Linked DNA regions of Mus musculus: region 2 is linked to region 1. Evidence: chromatin contacts called from public HiChIP or PLAC-seq data. All regions are on one chromosome and are shown on one strand. The core of a region is the stretch at or near the end of the contact, and the rest is flanking DNA. Distances in the headings are between cores, read along the strand shown. Region 1 overlaps Gm34659 (a long non-coding RNA gene). Region 2 holds the start of Zwint (ZW10 interactor).

The links. HiChIP or PLAC-seq counts read pairs in DNA pulled down with a chosen protein or histone mark.
Region 2: a contact with region 1 is called in a CTCF HiChIP or PLAC-seq map of the NIH/3T3 cell line, with 18 read pairs. The contact joins the promoter of Zwint here to the enhancer-like site in region 1. A contact is called at or near these places in 2 of 39 promoter capture datasets (the 3T3-L1 cell line and macrophages), 1 of 15 datasets of contacts at CTCF or cohesin (the NIH/3T3 cell line), 7 of 484 Hi-C or Micro-C datasets (Th17 cells, Th2 cells, cortical neurons and 3 more), 6 of 115 datasets of contacts at active chromatin or transcription factors (effector CD8 T cells, embryonic stem cells, epiblast stem cells and 2 more) and 2 of 9 other capture datasets (adipose tissue and pancreatic islet).

Annotation. Positions count from the first base shown.
Region 1 is chr10:72,617,287-72,625,212 of GRCm38.p6, forward strand. It overlaps Gm34659 (a long non-coding RNA gene), which reads right to left. Exons shown (of 3, transcript XR_871824.2): 3 at 5,542-6,595. Among named protein-coding and RNA genes, the nearest start is that of Gm34659, 22 kb to the right of the region's middle. Within about 2 kb of position 3,420, at least 47 of the 459 cell types and tissues checked have an H3K27ac peak or open chromatin away from gene starts, as enhancers often do. A contact at or near this core is called in the NIH/3T3 cell line, Th2 cells, epiblast stem cells and 1 more, where this site is marked.
Region 2 is chr10:72,650,270-72,658,195 of GRCm38.p6, forward strand. Zwint (ZW10 interactor) reads left to right here and starts at 4,577. Exons shown (of 8, transcript NM_001293683.1): 1 at 4,577-4,708; 2 at 5,714-5,804; 3 at 5,969-6,092; 4 at 6,261-6,427; 5 at 6,548-6,604; 6 at 6,777-6,916; 7 at 6,997-7,119. The coding sequence starts at 4,650. The coding sequence ends at 7,117.

The DNA of each region.
Region 1 (7,926 bases), core at 2,170-4,669:
TTTGGAATGTAAATAAATCAAACAATTTTCAAAAATTAAAATATACATATAAAAGCTTTAAAATTGATCAATAGATTTATAGGTAGTTTCAAACATATATGTGTACATTCCTATGCATGAATTTGTAGATATATACTGAGAGATAACAGACAAGAGGTAATAGATATAAAATACAAATTGATGACAAAGTAATAGATGACAGATTATAGATGATAGGTAGAAGTATTGACTAGCTGACTGCTTACAGAGTAAATTGCTCTTGAAAACTGCATTATGAAGATGGATATAATTAAAATAAGATGATGGTTAAAGCCCAGTTCTATCAAAAATACCCAGTTAGAATCACTAATGAAGGTTGCTTGGGTTTCTAAATTTCTAGTGCTAAAAATCTTATTTCCCAAAATTTCTCCCCCACCTCTCTGGCATACATTACTGAAAACAGAACAATGCTGTATGGAAACCACACAAATGTGTAATAGTCAGAGGTTGGGACTGATGTTTGAGACCGGAGACTACAATCTTTTTTTTTTTCTTCTTCCTGATTTTTGATGGTTCAAACCCTAGATGACATCATACATGAACCCACAAGACCTAAAGACGCTCTGTCTAACACCTTGTAGTCAGTGTAGCATTATAAATATGGCTCCATAATCAAAGCTCCCTGTTTCTTTGCATGTATGAAAATAACAAGGCAAGCTAACTGCTCTTGGAGAGCACAAAGCTGGCATGCCTCACACTGTCAGGATTTAGGTGATGGAGTGGTAGAGCCATGAACAGGGGATAAGGGAATCCCACAGATGCACTAAAAACCCACTGGGAAAATACTGGCTTTTAAAACTGAGGCGCTAGTGCTGCTCAGGTCCATTGACAGCACTCTGGATTTCTTAGCTGTATCTGTTACACCATCATTTTATTTTGATAAAACTTAGCAGCCCATTATATTTGAGCAATGTGCTCGATTTGATAGATACACGAAGAAGTTCAGGAGTCCAGTTGGAATATCTTCTTGCTGCAAGTTTTTAAAGCGTTACATTCCTACAGCGGAAACTTTAAGGAGCAGAGCCTTGCTTGAGGAAGTACGTCACTAGTCCATTTAGTAATCCATCTCTCGGCTTCCTGTGTGCGGGTGCAAATGTGAGGAACCAACTTCCTGCCCCTACCACTCCACCTGCCTACCTTTTCCTATGCCTTTGCACCAAGATGTACTATATTCTCTGAAGATGGGAGCCAAATCAAACCCTTTCTTCCTTTAAGTGGCTGTTTCACTGGCTGTCTATCGCATCAACAGAAAATTAACCAATACAATATCCAATTATCTTTAAAGTCATACTGTGATTCAGTCTGTTAGATAAAGTCCAAGAGGCAACATGTTTCAACAATAAGAGCTTCTCTACCTTGGCACTATGGAGAAGGCTGTTGTACGGTTACCCTGAGCTATGCTGGGCTGTCCTTTTGACTACATCTTCCAGTATATCGCACATTTCCCCAGTCTCGGGGGATTTTCTGTTACTCAATCTTTCTGAAACCCAGTCGTATAATTGTACAAGCGCATCTTTGCTGTCACCTTTCTACCATACTTTTCTAGCAGTGGTTTGGGGTTAAAAGCCACTGTACTGAACCACCCGGTTCATTCTTGGAAGTTATTTCACTTTACTACACAAGGCCAGCACATGCAGGTGGGCAAAAAGATCAACATCTTAAAACATACAAATTATTTTCACAAAAAGGATTTCACTGATGGCTATGCTCTGAATATGTCTTCTACAGTTTACATGTTACACTCAGGTCAGAAGGCAACATCTGGAGATAAAGAAGAGGGACTTCTTTCTTGGATCGCTCTCTTTATTCCTAACCTTTCAGTAACCATGGTGAAAGTTGTAACAGGATTCCCCCCCTCCTGCAAGAGTGAGTGTAGTCTTACATGACAGGCCACTCGGACACCAATCAACTTATGCCTTCCTATCTACCTCTTGTGCCACATGAAATCAAAACAGACCCGGCTTGATCATCTTGCTCGTTGTGGGTCACCTCTTCTTTTAAGCTGACTGACAAGGCAAAGCAAGGCGCTGCCTTTTCACTTCCCTGAGCTGCAACAGTTATGGCAAAATCTCTGCTTCTTGCTGCATGCACATCAACAAGTTTAGCCTTACCCAACTGTGAGGCCCTTCTATTTTCCCATACAAAACAATCTATATCAGTTACCACATATATTCCTCAGGTTCTAGGTTATGTATAAATGAGGAGTCCTTGTGAGAGTGACATGCTTCCTCCTGGACCATGATTTGTATCATTAGGGGAGACCTAAGACTTCAGTTAGAGTGAGCATTAATGTTGTCTACTCCACAGCATGTAGGATCACCTATGATGCAACTTGGAGCAGTCCTTTGAGTCATCTCTAATCTCTTGCTTGGGTTAATTAAGTGGAAAGAATACTGGGTGATGGTGATGGTGGTGATAGTGATGATTATGATGGTGATGATGGTGGTGGTGATGACATATTTCTCAAAAGGAGCAAACAAACCAAGTACTAGCATCTTCTACTTCTGAGAGTAAGCAGAATGTGACCTCATGTTCCTGTCACCATGTCTTCCCAGTCCATGCTGGACTCCGACTGTGCTCTCCACGAGATAAAATAAACCCTTTGCTCCCTTTGTTTCTCTCTTTGGGTATTTTGTCCCAGCAATAAGAAGTGTACCTAACATAATTGGTTGTAGTTGTTACAGGAAAGGAACATAGACTGCGGTTCAGTGTTGCCTTGGTTTCTTATTGTCTAAGGGGAATCATTCTCCTATCCACAGACAACACAAAGTCAGTTCCCTAAGCAACTGCTACAGTAAAAGCGAAAGGTTAACCTCTAGGAGAATTGTGTAAGCCAAGTAGCATAGGAGGTAACCATGTGATGTAATGGCCCCAAAGCTTCTAATAACAGTATGTGCAAAGGCATTTGGTGAGAGGAAGTTTAGCATCTGTAAAAACAGAAAGATGTTCATATGTAAATTCTTCATCCACAAAAGCCTAAAATATCATATGTGTTTGCCATGCTTTCTTGCTTTATGTATGGAATTAAGAGATAAGTCATTTTTCCCAAGAGGAAAAAATGATCATTTTAACTAAGCACCAATATTGAATTACAACTAAATTTCTCTGTCATAATTTTTTTTCTAAGGATTTATCCTGAAGTTGGACATGGTAGCATATGCCTGTCATTAAAGACAAGCCTAGGCTACATGAGACCCTGTCTTCAAAACAAAACAGAAAAAATAAATAAATAAAAAAACAAACAAAACCAAAAAAAGAAAAAAGAAAAGAATACACTGATCTATTTCTATTTTGATTCCTGAAGTTTCACAGTGTTTCTGTAACTGGTACCCTAAAGCTCTTGTTCAGCTCTGTCTGCTGAGTCACACACATTACTCATTCACTTCCTGTTTACGAGTGAGGCATCTTGTCAATGGATGGGCCCTTTTAGCCTCAGTGCAATTTCCTTTGCTATTTGAAAGAACACAGGAAGACGGAAGCTGTGATCAAAGATGTTTACTGAGAGTCTGAAGGGCAATACTGGTGGAGATGTAAACCTCTCTCAGTATTTTCTCTAAAGCTTCATTCCTGAGTTAGCTTACATTAGCTTTCTTGTTTTCAGTGATAGTGGCTTTGAATCTAGGGTCTTTGTAGGCTTGTGCTCTATCCCCGAGCCACTTTAAGCAAGATCAACCACAACAACAACAACAACAACAACAATAACAACAACGGAAAAGCACCTTTCTTTTTACCTTTTCATTTTGATACAGGGTCTCACTAAGTTGGGAAGATTGACCTTGAACTCATGATCCTCCTGTCTCAGTCTTCTATGTGCCAGGTCTCATTAGTCTACACTATCAGGCCTAGCTTGTACACACACACACACACACACACACACACACACACACACACACACACACAGAACCACAAACACAGCAATTGACTTTTCATTCTAAATCACGCCAGTAAACAGATGGCTGTTCATGGTTTTCATAGTTTAAATTGTATATTATTTTATTGATTTACTAATGCAACAATAAACTTCTATATTACAACATGGACAAAAAAAAAAGACATTAGCAGCAATTACCAGACCCATAAAAATTAACAAGTAAACATAAAAAATGTGATTTCCAAATTATTCACGATACTCTCCTTCACATAAATATTTTGAAAACCGCCTATGTATTTACAGATAGATCTGGCATCAGATGAAATCAATCAATCTGAGCAGAAAATGCAAAGTAGTTTCTTTGGCCCCAGGTCACGTGGTACTAGGATCTATACTGAAAATATCTCTGAAGACTGATTTGTGCTCAGGGGCTTTGAGCCAAGGGAGGAGCTCCTGTCCACAGACTGTGAAATGGTTTCTTATGATTAAAGGTGAGGTTTGTGCAGATGTGGAAGTTCCCCTCTGGAACAAAAACTTGAAAACCCAGATCAAGAAAAACAAAACAAAACCAAAAACCAAAAAACCAAAAAACCAAAAAAAAAAAAAAAAAAAAAAAAAAACACAAAATATGGAAAAGAAAGCAACAGAAGAAGATACTTAGGTTTCAATGGGGGAATTATCTGCTTACAAGTCTGTGTGTGTGTGTGTGTGTGTGTGTGTGTGTGTGTGTGTGTGTGTTTGCTACAACTCAGTGGGTTCCATGGAGACCAGAATAGGGTAGAAGCTAAAGATACAGGTGGTTATAAGTAGCCAGATATAGATGCTAGAAACCCAGACCTCTTAAATGATAACCCATCTCTCTAGCTCTGGTTGGTGGGTTTGTTTGTTTGAATTCTGGATGTAGGGTGCCATTTGTGGTTTCCTTATTTCCTTACTTGTAGAAATAGAACCAGATATTCAGAGGAAGAGAAAAATAATTTGTGACTTCCTTGAATTCCTTTTAAGGGGGGTGGGCTTTAACTGAAGCCTGAGTGAAAAGAAAGTGGGGACACTTTTGGGGACAAATGACAACAGATTTTATTGATCCCATTTCAAACCTGTTATTACCAAAACTCTGCTTGTTTGCTGCTTGTGGAACATGGCTGTCCTTTATCTGTTATGCACAAAAGAGGTCACAAATGCATATCCTGGGTACATGGTGATGCCATCCTGTGCCAGAGACAAACTGGTCACAGTTATCTTTGTCCTCAATGGGAAAATTCTGTCCTCGTTCTAACACACATTATCAGACCCTTGACCAAGCAGAAAACTTGATATGAGACAGAGAAGACAGCCCAAATGACCTTCAGTCAACAGTTGCCTGCTCCTCTTTTCTTGGTTTCCCCACCAATTAAAACTTCGGTCTATGAGAGTTCTTTCTCTACATGTCAGGTATCTGTAATCCCTAGGATAAATGTTCTATCATGCTTGATGTGTTCATAAAAAGATAAAGAGAGAGGGGGTATGTTCTGGTGGATGTGTGGTGAGGTGTGGGGAAGGGGGTGCCTCCACTGGCCCATGCTGAGGCATTCCTTCCCCCTGAGGGACCAGTCACATGATGGTATAGTATAGAATAGAGTTTATATAGATGGCATGGGGAGGGGAGTTAAGAGGGTAGTAGAGGTGAAGAAAGGGAGACAGAGAGAGAGAGGAGGAGGAAGAGAAGGGAAGGGAAGGGAAGGGAAGGGAAGGGAAGGGAAGGGAAGGGAAGGGAAGGGAAGGGAAGGGAAGTAGAGGCCAGCCATGAGCATGTGGGGTGAGGGGGACGATGACAAGAGGACAGAGCAGGAGAAGGAAGGCAAGAGCAAGAGAGAGCAGAGGAGACAAGCAGCTCCTTTTATAGTGAGTCAGGCCTACCTGACTGTTGCCAGGTAACTGTGGGGCAGAGCTTAGACAAAATGCTAACAGTGCCCAATATCCAGAGTGAAGAGACATGTGAAAATAGACATGCAGAAGCCACACTTAATATTTATGGTTAGGATAGTAGGATGCTTAAGAAAGAAAATACTTATTTTGAAGGTGTGTCACCTCTTTGCTATGTACACAGAGAGGGTAGTTGCCACATGGGGGATTTCCTCTTCTTCTCTCAGACTTAGCATGGAGGCCATAATTACCTTATACTTGTTACATCCTCAGTGACAACACCTTAACTAACAATATGGTAGAATAGTCTGTTTTAATAATTTTACCCAAACGTTTCATTAAAATAACTATCTCACTTTTGCCCTATCAGATTTTAGACTTAGAAAGCTAGAGCTTACATGTAAACTAGACTTGTCCTGTTAATATTTCTCATTCTTAGGCATGCTTTGGGAGACGGTGACTTCTTGTGGACTGGGATTTCTTTATGGATGACTGACAGAGAAAGGTTTGCTTATCTTAGAAGGGAGTGTGAGGACACGACACATCCATGACAACTACCCAAAGCAGAGTCCACACGAGGCACCCGCACAGAGACAACTGTCGCCCTTTCTGTTTACTTATCTCACTGTCCACAGGCTTCTGGCGGGTGCAGGAGTGTTCGGGGAGGCATCTCAATCTTCTCCATTTATCAGTCAGCAGCTCCCATTCTCATTAGCTGACCACCTGCCCTCCGGTAGGATATCACAGAATCACAGCGGCTGTCACCATGGTGCTCAGTGTTCCCTGCATGTTAGGTTAGAAGACAGATGGGTTTTCTATCACAAAAAGGCTGTTACTTCTGTGTGCTGAAGAACAAAACACTATAGGAAGAGAAATATGATTGTAAAATGAGAAAAAATATTTATTCAGAAAGGGCATGAAACGAGCTACTTGCAGAATTTCTATAAGAAGAAAAAAAAAAGAAAAAAAAAAAAAAACCAAGCACCTATTTGTATTTCCAACTATCTGGCCTTCCATCACTATCCTCCCAGAAGTGAATCCCAAGAATACCTTTTTTGTTTGTTTGTTTGTTTGTTTTTATGACAGTTAATAATGGGAAAATTTTTTATCTTACTTCTCTGGAGAAAAAGTGAGAAATGACATGTTCAAAAATTTACATTGATCTCTCATCCAAATATACTGTGACTGGTAAAATTGATTTCCTCCTCTCTATAAATGCAGTGTTCAGTCAAACGAGGTTTGCTGGCAAGTTAATAGTGACTTTCTTCAGCCTGACTGAATTATGCAAACATCAGTTTGTTATTAACAAACATCATATGTATTCTTTGTATTTCCTTTTGATAAATAGCCCAGTACTTTTGGTGCAGTTTAAATAGAAACAGGGTTTCCATTGTAAAAACGGAGGGATTATTCTTTTAGACAGGAGTGATAGTCCAGAGTTCACTGCTTTAAAGCAGTATGCATATATTCTAATACGTTAACTGCCTTCTAATTTAAACGAAATAGATATGGCAATCTAGTGGACAAGGTGTTAGTTACTTCCCTGATGCTGTTATAAAACACCATGACATATACCATGACATGTTATAAATGACATATACCATGACAGAAAGAATGAACTGAGGGAGGAGGTTATTTATCTCGTGGCTCCATAGAGAACACCACAGTGGTAAGGATGGCATGACAGGTGACTGGGTCAGGAAATTGACCGATAACCTTTCCCAGGCACAATAGAAAAAGAGAATGCTATGGTAGTGGGTCTGGCTATAATCTCTCAAACCCCATCCCCAGTGGCATACTTCCTGCGGCTCCACCTCCTAAAGGTCCAGCAACCATAAGAGACACTAATTGTGGACCAAGCATTCAAACATCTGACCTCATGGGGCACATTTCTCACTAGGACCACCAGAGACAGTTAATAAGTAATTGAGAGTGACCATACATAGAATCACACTACACATGAGCTTGCATGGGTGCTTCTGTATCCTCACATCTGATGTTGATTTTGACTCAGTAGTTGGTGTTGCTCAGCAAGGTTCTGTTGGTGGGAATGCATTTAACAACAACAACAACAACAACAACAACAAACCCAGCTCTTGATAGAATCTGGTAAT
Region 2 (7,926 bases), core at 3,327-5,826, 34 kb after region 1:
GGTTACTCCTCTGAACATCATTTTCTAGACCTATCTTGAGTCACCTTCATCCAAGTTAAATGTGTTAAGAAAGAGAAATGTTTACATTATTTTAAGATTAAAAATAACAAGTTATCAAAATTAGGAACAGTGTGTTTATCTATTCAGGCTTAACTTTTTTTTTTTGAGACAGGGTCTCACTACGTTTGTCATTACATTTAGAGCTCATATACCCACTGCAGTTACAGAAAGCATTTGTAGCTAACGTTATGCTAACACTGACGTTCTGAGTAGCTGTTCACGGAAGAGCAGTGATATTGTCTGAGATAAATGTTAAGCGTCTGAGCTGCTGTTTCTTCTGTGATTCGCCATTGAGTGGTGATGTCAAATCAACTTAGCACTTACCTAAGTGATAGAGGGGAAGACAGTTCTTTTCAAAGTGAATTCAAAGATTTGTGAAGATAAGGCAATACATATCCCTTTAAAAGTAGGTGGAAAGCAACCAGAACAAAACTCAATGGATAATCACTATAACGTACATCACATGGAGTTTGGGACATAAAAATGATTCCTTTGATTTTCAAGCTTCCTAAGAGTGCTTTGGCTCATTTCTGCCAGGAAACAATGAGTAAAAAGCTGGAGGGCTAGACTGATTAGGAAGGATTCGATGGGGTTGAAGAAGGGATTTGCTTTTAGTGAGTCATCCTTTCTCACAAGAGCTTGCAATTCAGGTCAGGTGGTCCGTGTCCAAATTGCATAGATGCTGAGCATAGCAAGAGGGATGACAGGCTGATCAGGGAATTGAACAGTGTGTGAGGCAGAATCTATCCATCTGGAACCAGCAACCCAAGACAAGAATCGCCTTAGGAGCTGCAATTTATATGCTAAACAAGGAGCTCCTCCCTAAAACATAATGGGATACCTTGGTCTGGAAATTCCAGAAAGAGCAGTTGTAGCTAACGTTATGCTAACACCAGCTTTCGGAGTAGCGGTTCATGGAAGAGCTGTGATATTGTTTCTGAGATAAATGTTAAGCATTTCGGCTGTTATTTAATTGTGACTTCAGTGAAAGTCACAATTAGAGCTGTAAGCGTATTGATCAAATTGAGAGTGAAAAACGAGTGACAACAAACCTCAAAAGGGCAGTATCATTACTCACAGGAAATGTCCCCGCAACCGGAAGATGTTACCGCAACCGGAAGAGAGGAGTTTATTGAGAAATTAGTCTAATTTATGTTTTACTCCTTGTAGCATCCTCTAAGTTATTATGGAAAAGGATACTTCCCAAGAAGTTTCTGCTGTTTTAACTAATTCTGCTTTCATGTACCCATGACTCCTACGGGAAACTGACAGACATAGGAATTCAAGCGTAACAGACAAAAGTGGGAGCTGCTTAAATACCTTCTATGGTTTCCCATAGGAAATTTTCTCACAATTATTATAAAGGAATGTTCTCAGCCTTAGTCTCCTTAGTAAATGACAAAATGAAATTCTCGATTAAGTAAATTATTCAAGGTCATCCCTGTTCTAGATGGTCTGACCCAGGATGGAATTGATTTTCTTTTATTCCCGAGCATGTTCTTTTGCATTGGTATGATCATGTGACAAACAAGCTAATTAAAATCTTCTGTAATGGGAAAAATCACACTCTCTGATGAGAGATGCCTCTCTTAGCTACTACTGGGCTTTGACTAGAGGACATACTTAGATAACATTAAGATCTAAAGTGCTGGGCATTTTAAGTGCTGGGTCTTAAGACTAGAGCATATTTTAGAAATCTGTGTGTATTACCACATCTGTTCCTTGTCTGAACCTATCCATTAATATTTTATAAATGTTTAATATTAAGAAAAGACGTATTTCCTCACATAGCTACCATATCTGGTACTTTCTACTCTTCTGTACATATTCACATTTGCAGATGTCACTTTTCCATATACCTAATGCATTTTATCTTTCTTATAGAGTGTGAATCTGGAAAAAAAAATCACTTCTACTTCCAGGCTAAAAATGCCTCTAGTTACCTGTCAGTTTTGAAGACTATTTGCTGCATATAGAAACCAAGGTCAATTTGCTTTTTCTTTGAAGTTCCTTTCCCTCCTCTTCTTTACTTGAGTATATCTAACAAAATGCTTCCTATATTCATTATTTTGTTTTTCTACATGCAGCTGTTTTCCTTCTTTTGCCATCTGCTTATGGTATTTTCTTTTTATTAATGGTCTTGGATTAAGTTAAGTAATTATGGTACGCAGTGACCATTTCATTCATGGTTCTTGTGTTAGGGCAGTGGTTCTCAACCTGTGGGGCTCACAACTCTTTCAGGGGTTTCAAAATGACCCCCTTCATGGAGATCGCCTAAGATTAATCGAAACCACGAATATTTACATTATGATCCATGACAGTTGCAAAATCCAACAAAATGTTGTTGAAATCGCAACAAAATGATTTGAGGTGTTTTGGTAGTTTTGGATTTATAATTAAATTTCCATGTGGGGGTTGTTGTGAGTCTTTGCATTGTTTCTTTGCTTTTTTTTTTTTTTCTTACCTCATTGTCTTGCACTCAGGATCTTTATTTAAAAGGATATTAAGCTGTAAGAACTTGTGTCTCAGTTTACTAGTGTTGGACCCAAGTTGTTTCATTTGTTTAAAAAGATGCTCATTTTGCGTGGTTCCTATGCTTTAAAGCTTATTAATTTGATTTCCATGTTTAATCTGCCACCGAGGCCATCAAATTTCACATATTACAATGTCCATCTTGATAAGGTTGGCGGGTCTTTGTCTAGTGTCACATCTATAAGTAACAGCTTTATGACATTTGTTTCTAGCATAAAAATAACCTTTTATATATCTTGTTCAACATTCACCGTAATCTAATTTTAGAATATTTCTATTAAACCCTTTAAAAGACACTATGCCTTTCCAGTTCCTCTCAATGATTTCTCCTTACCTTACTTTCTCTTCCCTCTCCTATCTATTGGTCAAGTATTAATTCACTCTCTGCTTTCATTGATTTGCCTTATTTGTATATTTTACATAAAAGAAATAATCAGGCCGGGCAGTGGTGGTGCACGCCTTTAATCCCAGTGCTTGGGAGACAGAAGCAGGCAGATTTCTGAGTTTGAGGCCAGCCTGGTCTACAGAGTGAGTTCCAGGACAGCCAGAACTATACAGAGAAACCCTGTCTGGAAAAACACAAGGAAAAAAAAAAAAAAGGAAAGAAAGATAGAAAAAAGAAAAAGAAAGAAAGAAAGAAAGAAAGAAAGAAAGAAAGAAAGAAAGAATCAAATCTGCAATTTTGTTTACCTGGCTTCATTTTTTCAAGGTTCATTGCTAGATTCCCATACAATAATACCCCATTTTTGGTTATTATAAATTTGTATTCCATTTACAGTAGTTCTTCTCATTCCTTGTGTCATGACAGGTTTGTTCTACTTTTGGCTCTTACAGATTTCGTGTGTTGTGTGCATTTTTGTGTTTATATGTTAATTTCCTTTGTAATTATACTTGGAAAATTATAGATCATCCAGTAATTCTATGTTTAACCCTTTGAGGAAACATTGTTTTCAAAACACACCCAGCAGTAACATGAGAGTTCCTCTTGCCCACATCTGTAGCACATCTTGGTTTCTGTTTACTCCTTCTCTGGAACACAAAGATGTTCTGCTTGTCTGATGTCTTAACATCCATTTCTGTTCTAAACAGTGACTTATTCATCTAATAATGAATTTTCTTTTAGTCATGCCTGGGAATGACTAAGCAAAGATCAGGAATTGTAAGCCGAACCTACTGCTTGGTGATTTTTTTTTTTTTTTTTTTTTTTTTGTAACCTCATCTTCATTATTGCAGTCTAGTTGGTCTCACATTTAAGGGATTGTTAAGGCCTCATTCCTTTAATCTGTTAGATGGTGCCACAGCAGTGCTCAACGTAGGTAGGGTTATTTATTGCCAGTCGCAAGGCGACACTTCTCAGTGGTGTATCTGCTCACCATTGAGTAGGCATTCTTCAATACCAATCTGTGAAAATGGTATCTAATATCGACTCTGCTTTAATCTCCAAAGCATCTTTAAAATTCCCTTCAGGAAATTTCCTCAGATACAGCTCAGGATTCAGCAGAGTATTTCAGAAAGCTGCTGGCTCTGGGTTCTCTAGGTGCAGCCTTCTTTCTCTCCCTCCTGCACTCTGGCGACCAACGCCCACCCTCAGTTTCAGCTGGGACTTGTCCACACAAGAGACCCAACTGGGATCTCTGATTAAGGTCTTTAAAAGCACAATGTTTTGAACTCATATAGTATTTACTTATAAGATCAGTATTCTTCAGCGTCGTGGAGGAGAGGCCCACCTCCTTTCTTCCGCAGCAGTACATTTAATAGGAAAGCGTGACTACTGGAACAGATAATAGCCTTTTTCCGGTGTCTGCACCCACCAAATTTTGCTTTCTCACTGTCTGGCCTTCAGCTATCAGTGCTTCCTACTGCGCAGGCTCAGAACCTCCAGCCAGCCCCCAGAACCGAAAAACCGCCTACGCTTGCGTACGGGGGCGGGACCGGAATCGACTCCGGCCAATGAAAAGAGGTGACGTCATTTAAAGTCCTGCCCACTTACCCAGAAACCAATCTCGACCTAGGCGGGCAGTCCAGGAGAATCCAAAGGCGTGGTGAGCGACAGAACGATGGCGGACGCGGAGAAAAACGCTGTTGCGGAGAAAAACAACGCTGTTGCGACGAAAGAGTGAGTGTGGAAGGCGAGGGCCTGGGGCGGCGGCTCGGGCAGTGGCGGCGGAGGGACAGTGGCGCCCTAGTTCAGGAGTGCGACTTCTGAGGGATCTTGTCACCCTAGCTGAGGAGTGCGGGCCCTAAGAGACGATGTCACCTGGATTCTGGAGTGTAGGCCCCGAGGAGCAGTTTCAATTAGAAAAGATAATGCAGCCCGAAAAGACTGTCATCCTACTCCATGAGTGTGGCCTTTGAGGGTTGATGTCGCCTCAATTCAGGAGTGCAGAATTTGACTGTGTGACAACGTCTCTTTTTTGGAATGATGCCTATTAGGGTCTTTGTGGCATTCTGCTGCAGGGGTATGACTAAGCAGGGACTTCTTTCTGTATGCGGAGTGATACATCTGGATGGCTGACGTAGGTCACCTTATGTCGGATGCTGCCTTTGAGGGACATTACCTCACCCACCCTGAGCCCTGTGGCGTAGTATTCTAAAAAAGCCAGCTCCATTACAGATGTCGTAACCAACCCTTTACCATTCTAGGACCTTCTGTCACAACCTTCTTCTTTAGTATTTTTTTATCTGTATCTCTGTCCTCTAGTGGATTGTTCCAGCCAATCTGGAAAGGCTGGGTGGGTTACACATCATACGTTCTGAGATCAGCCATTACTAGCATGTCTTCCAAGGCTTGCCTGAACTTTGGCTTTTCTCTGTTTCTGTATATATGCCCCTGCTGCTTTCAGACGGATTCATCGAGTTTTTACCCATTGTGACCCCCCCTATTTAAACATGTAGTCATGTCTGCACAGTCCCTATCCTCCAGTATTTCAGGTGATTTCCTCATGGCGCTTAGTTGCTACTGTATGTTGTCCAGGTACATGGTGTTTCTGATCTCAGCCTAAAGTCCCTTAAGACCCTTGGGTAGCCTCTGAGCATTGGCACCCTCCTGACATAGATGCCACTGCATATGTTCCTTCGAGCTCGTGTGGTACCATAGCACAATCTCACTCATGCCTTACAGGGTTCTGGCTGAGGCAGCAGCCATTCTAGAACCTGTAGGCTTGCAGGAAGAAGCAGAGCTGCCTGCCAAGATCATGGAGGAGTTTATGAGGGTATGTATGTGCAAAGTGGGACCCAGCGTTTCAGAAGACAGGGGGCGGGGCTGGTCCTGGGATAGCCTCTTGAAATAGTGGGCAGCAATGGGGAAGAACAAAATGGCTGGTCTCTAGTATCAGAAGGGAAGACTAATCCCTGCTTCTGTCCCCACGGTAAACAGAACTCGCGGAAGAAAGACAAACTGCTCTGTAGCCAGCTTCAAGTAGTGAACTTCTTACAGACTTTTCTGGCTCAGGAGGACACTGAGCAGAGCCCTGATGCTCTGGCTTCTGAAGATGCCAGTCGTGAGTAGGCTTGGGTTGTAGGTAGGGTGTGGGCTGAATGGTTGAAGCGGGAAGATGTGAGCCATGCCTGTGTCTGCCTCATGGGAAGGAAGGCTGTGAACGAGAGCTCTAGAAGGCTGGCTGCAGGCATGACTCACTCGTGTTCTTGTTCTTTGTGGCCCACCTTAGGGCAAAAGGCAACTGAAACTAAGGAGCAGTGGAAGGACATGAAGGCCACATACATGGATCACGTGGATGTCATAAAATGTGCCCTGTCTGAGGCCTTACCCCAGGTTAAAGAGGCTCACAGGAAGTACACAGAGCTTCAGAAGGCTTTTGAGCAACTCGAGGCTAAGGTATACCTAGAGAACCTGAGGGGATGCAGGACTGGAGGAAGGGGAGGGGAAGCTGGGTTGGACCTCGATGCTCTCTCCTCAAATCAACCCTAAGAAGGAATGTCCTTTCTCTCCCTGCAGAAGCGAGTCCTTGAGGAGAAACTTCAGCTGGCTCAGAAGCAGTGGGTACTGCAACAGGTGGGCTCTGACTTCTCTCTAGGCTCTTCTCTGTCTTGAAGTGACAAGGTATCTCTGCCTGTCAGTGAGTCTGAGCCTCAAGCTCTGGCTAAGCAGGGGAGATGGGAGATATGGCAGGCGCTGAGAAGAGGAGCATGAGGTGAGTCACGGCCCTGCATTCTCACCCCTTCAGAAGCGTTTGCAGAACCTGACAAAGATTTCTGCAGAGGTCAAGAGGCGCCGGAAGAGGGCTCTGGAGAAGCTTGACGGATCCCATCAGGAACTGGAAACCTTGAAGCAGCAAGCGGGGCAGGAACAGGAGAAGCTGCAGAGGTGAGGTTTGAATCCTGGGTTGAAGCCTCAGGCAGTGTACCCAAGACTCCTGTCACTTCCCACAAACTCTGTCCCTCTAGGAACCAGAGCTACCTCCAGCTGCTGTGTTCGCTGCAGAATAAGCTGGTCATCTCTGAGGGCAAGGCTGAGGACAAAGATGTGAAAGGGCGAGCCCTTACAGCCAAATCCAAATCTCCTTAAAGGTAAGCCCTGTCAGTTGAGTAACCACCCTCCCCTCGTCCCCAAGCAGAGAAGAACAGGGCAACTGTGGGGAGAGATCAGTGTCCACTTGACAAGATTGAAAGAGGAGCTGGGAACTTGATCTTACTCCCTGCGGGCGGACACCCTCCATTGATAGCTCTCTGGGTGATAGCTGTATGCACAAGATCCTGCAGCGGACAGAAGCCAACTCAGAATGTGATGTGCTTGAGCTGCCAAGACGGAAATCCTCGCCCTCTGAACTCTAGATCCGAGGAACTGAAAAAGTGGAAAGAACAGGATGGTTAAGATTTTCAGACCCCAGATTAGGTACAAACCATACTCAAGCACGTGTTGTCACAGAGATTCTTTATTAAGCAGGGAAGAAAAGTTAGTGTCTGCTTTCTGACACAGGCAGGAAAACAGCAGCAAATGACCTCACAGGTATAGTTTTTAAGAAGAGAAAAGTGAGGGGTTGGTTTGGGTTAAAATGGGTTAGGATGTGGGGGTGGGGGTGGGGGTTGTATATTTTGATTGGGTATCTTAATTAGATAAGCCAAAGGGAGCCTTTGATTGCTGGACTTGAATACTTTGATGGCTGGATCTTGTGCACCAGCCTCAGGAGGAGGAAGTGGCCAAATAAGGGAATAGACCTCCAGTGGCTAGCTTTAATGTTTTTTAATGTAGTTTAATGTTTTTTGTTTTTTTGTTTTTGTTTTTTTTTTTGTTTTTTTTTTTTTAGCAAGGCAGAGGGAAGGGAGCGGAGAGGGCAAAGCCTGCCAGAACCATGTATTTTTAGAGAATGTCATTTG